Regions from separate parts of the Mus musculus genome. Here region 1 is linked to region 2. The links are chromatin contacts, called in public HiCAR-type maps. All regions are on one chromosome and are shown on one strand. The core of a region is the stretch at or near the end of the contact, and the rest is flanking DNA. Distances in the headings are between cores, read along the strand shown.

Region 1 (3,019 bases), core at 335-2,834, 1.5 Mb after region 2:
GCAAACAGACCACCTCCGGCAACACGCTTAGTCGCTCGAGGTTTTGTGGCAGTACTTAGTGTCCAACAGAAACCGCTCCGTCTGCTAAACAATATCTTGACTGCCAAGCTTCTCTGACTGTTGGTGGATCGACAATGACACGGCACAGCCATTATCACCGTGGCAACAGTACCCAGGCCCTATCAGAGGAAAATTGCACATGGGCCTGCTGCCTCTCGAGCAGGCATGCCTCAGCTTCCTCTGTTGTCTGCTTTCTCTGCAAGTCTGGTGTGCTCTAGGGTACCGCTAACCCAGCGCAGGGCCAAGACTGCAGATTAGATAGTGGGCTGCGGAGGCCTGCTGGCCAGGATCTGGATCTGCGTACTACCGGCGGGAGAACTGACCACACCCGGGGCTCTGTTCTAGGGGGAAGTCCATGTAAAAAAACGACGCGCCTGCCCACTCTTCTGCACCATCCCCAGCAGATGTGCAAGCAAGCACTCTACCCTGGGGCCATCATCATCTACACCGGAATTCACTAAGAGAATACTCTCTTTTATTACTGTCTGTGTGCATGTGACGGGGTGGAACTCTGGACGTCGCTTACACTAGGAAAACGACTTCCTACTGAGCTACATCCTCACCCTCCGTTTTCCCTCTTAAAAAGGGTCCTGCTGTACGGCCCGGGCTGACTCGGGCTTATTTAGAACTCCTGAGTTCAACTGATCCTCCTGCCTCAGCCTCTTAAGAGGCAAGGCAACGTTGCAGACAATGGCCACAGGGCCCGGCAACCCACCAATTCCCTTGTTCTTTCAATCCTTCCCGACCCCAGTAGTCACCGAGACCCCAAAGCCAGCCGTCCCACGGCTAGAGCACTTTACACGTTTCTACGAGAAGAGCATCATTCTAGAGGCCAGGGAGAGGGCTCAGCGTGCCAAGGGACTTACCCTGCAAGCTAGAGTTCCATCCCCGGACCCTTTATAAAAGTCGTCTTCTGAAGATGCATGCACGCAGATCATACATACACAATACTTATAGTTTTATGCTAAAAAAAAAAAAAACCTCATTCTGGAGGAAGAATCCCACGGGAGGCCGCAGGACACGGCTTGGATGTCCATGTGCATGGCGGGTCGGAGGCTGGAGCCCCGGGCAGACCAGGACACGCCAGGTTCGCGGCTGGCCTCAGCCGGTGAGGCATGGAAGGCCACCTCCTCTCTGGTGCACGCCATCGCAGGACTACCGGCCGCGTTACCGTAGCAATCACCGCAAAAGGAACCGGAAGCTGCGTCTGGACGTGACTCCTTCCCGGCGTGCCGCGGGCGGCAGAAGCCCCGCCTCGCGCCTGCCCTATCATCTTGGCGTATCCGGCCAGGCCTCGAACGCCCGCACGAGGAAAGCCGGCTTCCTCTAGTCACGCCTCTTCATGCCCTTCACCGACGGACGTCCGATTTGTCCAATCAACACGCAAAGCGGTCGTCCTCGCTCACTAGCAAGCCTGTAGGACGCGGCTCCCAGGGAAGGCCCACCCTACGGTGTAAGCGATGTGATTGGTGGAATTGAGCCAGTATTGTCCAATCACGAGACTCATCCCAGAGCTTGTCCAATGAGAGCCTCTGGTGGGCCGGCCGGACACCACGGGCTCTGTAAGCCCTGGAGTGGCCGCAGAGGCGGTGGACAGCGAGCGGGCATGAGCGCGTCCCTGAGCCGGGCGGCGGCGGCTCTGCTGCGCTGGGGGCGAAGCGCTGGTGGCGGTGGCCTGCCCGGAGCCGGCGTGCGGGCGGCGAGCTCGGGCGGCCAGGCGGAGCAGCTGGACGCGCTGGTGAAGAAGGACAAGGTGGTGGTGTTCCTCAAGGGGACGCCCGAGCAGCCCCAGTGCGGCTTCAGCAACGCCGTGGTGCAGATTCTGCGGCTGCACGGTGTTCGCGACTATGCGGCCTACAACGTGCTGGACGACCCGGAGCTGAGGCAAGGTCAGGCCCGTGGGATCCGATTGCGAGGGCGCGGTGAACTTGAGCAGATCCCGAGGAGCAAGGGCCTTCCCTGGTTGTGTAGCCACATGGGCGGAGGGTTCGCCTCGGCCCACCTCGGGGCGAGATGTTTCTGACTGCATAGGAGAGGGGGTAGTCGGCATCATGATCCCCTCTGAGCAGGTCGACTGGGGAGTGGCTGGCTGAGAGGGGGACTCACTGCGAATACCCTTGGGGACAATTTGAGGGCTTGGAAGCCAGCAGCGTACTTGCTAGGTGAGGGACTGATGCTACTACGTATGTAGGGAAGAGGTTTCAGGCTTGCCTGTGTGTGCCTAACGAGGTCAGAGGCTGACTAATAATGTTTAAGGCCCCGAGGGTCAGGGACTGTCTTCTTGCTGGAGAGAAGGTTTCACCATAGTCTAGCCGGACTCACGTTGGGAAAGACACGAAGTTTGTTTTTTAGATACTGTAGCATCAAAGAACAGTGTGTGGAGACTAAGACATGGTAGAGGCTCAGCGGAAAGAGGAAGCCACTAAGAAAACTTCTGACCCCCGACCAGATTAGCAAACTGCGGCCAGGTTGGGCCCAAAGGGCAGAGAGCAGAACAGCTTTTTACTGGCCCCAAGGCAAAGCGACTGCGTCCTGACGTCTAGTTGGAATCCTTTATACACAGTACCAGGCAGGCGCCTTTCTCTCCGTCTTGTGCTTGCTGTGAGCGAGGAAGAGAAAGGCCAGGGATTTGGTTCTGATTCTTGGCAAGAATCGGTCAAGGTGGGCCGGGTAATGGGAAAGCTGCCCCCTCCCCGCACCCTGCTCCTCCTTCAGTGGAATCCGGGGAACCCTGTATTCAAGTAGCCCCCCCCCCCCCATCTTACTGATTTAGTGCTCTGGGTTGGTCACTGTGCTGAGAGGAGACTTGTCTGTGTTAGAATGGAGTATGCAACATTTGCAATTACTGATTATAGTTGTTCGTCGTATGGTCATTCTTCTTGATGAGGCTGGGGCCGTGGAGAGCAGGTTTGGCTTGGAATCATCTGTGGTGGGTCTGCAGCACAGCCTACTGTAATAC
Region 2 (3,010 bases), core at 47-2,546:
CTGAATTCATTTCTTTAGAACTGCCCAGCAAGTGTTCTTACTCTTTGAGACATCATGTGTGTGGTGTGTGTGTGTGCATGCCTGTAAGATGGAGTGAGTGTGGAGGTCATTGGACAACTTGTAAGACTCAGTCCCTTCTTTCACTGTGTCCAATGGATGGAACTGAGTGTCAGGTGTGGCACTTTTACCTATGTAAATGGCTGTGCACGTCTGCGTATTGTCAGGCGGTCAAAAGAGGGCCCTGGAATTGGACTTTCAGGGGTTTACTAGTCCCTACAGTAGCGCTAGGTATAGAAACTGTGTCTTCTGGAAGAGGAGCCAGTGTTTTTAACAACTGGGTCATCTCTCCAACCCTTCCCTGTCTTATTTTGACTAGAACCAAATGTAAGCGAGTTGAATCAATGTGCTCCCCTAGAGCAAGAGCAAGGTAGTGCTCCACCGAGGTCTTACACATCTCTTTCTACCCACTGTGCTAAGCACTACCTCCCAGTTCTCTAAGAAGAGCTGCACTCATCATGGCCCAAGTTTTATCCGAAAGGGCTGGCTGTAACCTCTCTTAGTAAATCCTTATTGATTTTTCAGGATTCAGTATAGGTCTTTTTTTTTTTTTTTTTTTTTTTTAAAGAAGGCATTTTGGGACATTTTCCTTCTTCCAACGTCAGGACTGCAGAACTGTATTCGCATATACCTGTCTCCTATCCTCAGGCACACACTAGGCACTAAACCAGCTTGATTTGGCCACTCGAGGGTCCCTAGGCCGGGAGTTGAGTTAGCAGGGGCTTGTCTACACCAGAAGCAGGCCAGCAGAGCAGCCACCAAATAACCAGAAAGTCACTCTCACAGGTGCAGAGGAGCCCAGCACACTGCACACTTCCCCCGCTTCACTCTCATTGGCTCAGCCTGCCCGCGCCCATTTCCCGCCCCCGGCCCGCCTCCTGGCCGCCTGGGGACGCGGAGAGCTCTGCGCACGCGCCGAGGGGCGGGGCTCGCCCCATAAGGGTGGGGCGGGGGCCCAGGGAGCCGGACCAGGGAGCGTCGTTGCGCGGCAGTTGCGTCCTACCTCGCGCGCAGACCCCGGGCGGGGGCGGGGCCGAGGCGGCCGCTGAGGCGGCTCCCTGTTCTGGTCCCGCCCCCTCCACCCGCCCCGCCCCCTCCACCCGCCCCGCCCCCTCGGTGCGCTGCTCTCCGGCTCCCGCCGCGCTCGTGTTCTCGTCGCCTGCGGCCTCTTGCTCTGCTTCCCCGCGGCCGAGAGCGGGACCAGAGAGTCCTTCTGGTGGGCGGCGCGGGGCTGCGCGCGTCCGGCATCCCGGGGCCGCTCGGGCGGGCCGGCGAGGGAGCCCCTCGGCGGTCCATGCATCCGCCGCCGCCCGACGCCGGCGTCGCGATGGATTTCGGGCAGAACAGCCTGTTTGGCTACATGGAGGACCTGCAGGAGCTCACCATCATCGAGAGGCCGGTCCGCCGGAGCCTCAAGGTGCGCGGGACCGAGAGACGCTCCCCTCAGGGCTGCCCGCCGTCCGACTGCCCCTCGGCGCTCCAGCGCCAGTCGCCCTGTCACCGCAGCCGCTTCAGAGCTTCATTCCCTGCCGCAGCCAAGGGTCGGCCTGTCCCTGACCCCTGACTGGAACCAGTCCCTTACCCTGGCTAGAGCTAGCCCTGCCTCCTGACTGAGGCTAGTCCCTTCCTCTGACTGGAGCCGGCTGGGTCCCTTGACTACGGCCAGCCCAGTCTCCGAACTGAAATCAACCTGCCCCTGACTAACTGGAATCAGCCGGGCCCCCCCGACTTGGTCCCCCGACTGCGGCCAGCCCTGCGCCCCACCCGGCTCCGGCCTCCCCCAGGAACGGCCAAGCCGCTGTTCTCGGGGCCAGCCTCCGCAGCCAGCTCCTCAGCCCGTGGTGCTGTCCCAGGTTCTGGTCGCTGGCCCATCCTGGGTTTCACACAGCCCTAGTTCCATCTCTCGCCCGGACGTCTCAGGTCCCATCCTTTCACGGTCCTACCCCCACCTCTGCATAAGATCAAGCTTGGGTCTCCCCGTGCAGCATGGCCTCCTTCACCTTCCAAGGAGAGGCACCCTTCCCAGAGTCGCCCTAGTTTAGGGTTTGAAAGCTTCTCCTCAACCCTTGCCTCCCATCCTGAGTCACCATGCATCCTTTTCCTCCCAGGTCCTCCAGGACTGTAGGCGGGACCCTGCTCCCCAGCCCCCTTGAGGGGAGTCAACCTTCTGTTTCCCCCCCTACCTCGCTCCCCAACCCCGCAGAGTCATCTTTCCAGCCTTGTGGGGTTTCAACCCTCATCCTCACAGATGACAAACCTAGTTTATGGGCCCCTTCCCTACCCTTCTTGCCAGTTCTTCATTACCTTTCTAGAGCCTTTGATTTTCTTTCCGTCTGAGTTCATTCGGTTCCCAACAGGAGCTACAAAGCTTGTCCTTTCTGTTTTATTCAACTCCCCTTTAAAGCATTTCCCAGTGTGGAAAATGTTGTAGCGGCTTGGGGTACTGCGTTGAAGACAAAAAAATATGTGAATATATAGGTAAATATGTTCACATGTGGTATGTATGTGTAATGAAGTTGATTCCATTGAGGTCCTACAGTCTATAAGGCAGAAGAGTACAGATAGTCCCCCCTCTCAGCACTCAACTGGAGATCTGTGTTTAATATGGTGTAGAACAATCCTCAGATTCCAGATTAGTTGTCATTGCTATAATTGTGAATTTTTACCAATAGGGTCTTCAAGGGTCTTTGGGAGCCAACAGTGACCAAATGTTTGTGTGCCTAATTTGCATTTTATCCTTGACAGACACCAGAAGAAATAGAAAGACTGACTGTTGATGAAGATCTCAGTGATATTGACAGGGCTGTTTATCTGCTCAGGTAGGTCTCACTCTTTCTTGCAAATTGCTGCCCTTTGCCTGTTGGGCAAACATGAGCTGTTTCTGAAATGTCATGTCTCAGTTGCTGAGGGTGTTCAGACGGACTGTTCCCCTTGAACAGGGTACTTTTTTGCA

What was found. HiCAR-type assays count read pairs that join an accessible place to other places.
Region 1: a HiCAR-type map of astrocytes shows a contact between it and region 2, with 4 times the contacts expected there. The contact joins the promoter of Glrx5 here to the promoter of Ppp4r4 in region 2. A contact is called at or near these places in 1 of 39 promoter capture datasets (pre-B cells) and 2 of 115 datasets of contacts at active chromatin or transcription factors (astrocytes and stem cell-derived neural progenitor cells).

The regions. Positions count from the first base shown.
Region 1 is chr12:105,031,034-105,034,052 of GRCm38.p6, forward strand. It overlaps Glrx5 (glutaredoxin 5), which reads left to right and starts at 1,585. Exons shown (of 2, transcript NM_028419.3): 1 at 1,585-1,949. The coding sequence starts at 1,667. It overlaps Snhg10 (small nucleolar RNA host gene 10), which reads right to left and starts at 1,246. Exons shown (of 2, transcript NR_003145.3): 1 at 927-1,246. It overlaps Gm46374 (a long non-coding RNA gene), which reads right to left. Exons shown (of 3, transcript XR_003950254.1): 2 at 2,826-3,019; 3 at 1,945-2,659. It overlaps Mir3069 (microRNA 3069), which reads right to left and starts at 108; the gene lies at 44-108. It also overlaps Scarna13.
Region 2 is chr12:103,531,269-103,534,278 of GRCm38.p6, forward strand. It overlaps Ppp4r4 (protein phosphatase 4, regulatory subunit 4), which reads left to right and starts at 1,297. Exons shown (of 25, transcript NM_028980.3): 1 at 1,297-1,474; 2 at 2,803-2,876. The coding sequence starts at 1,352.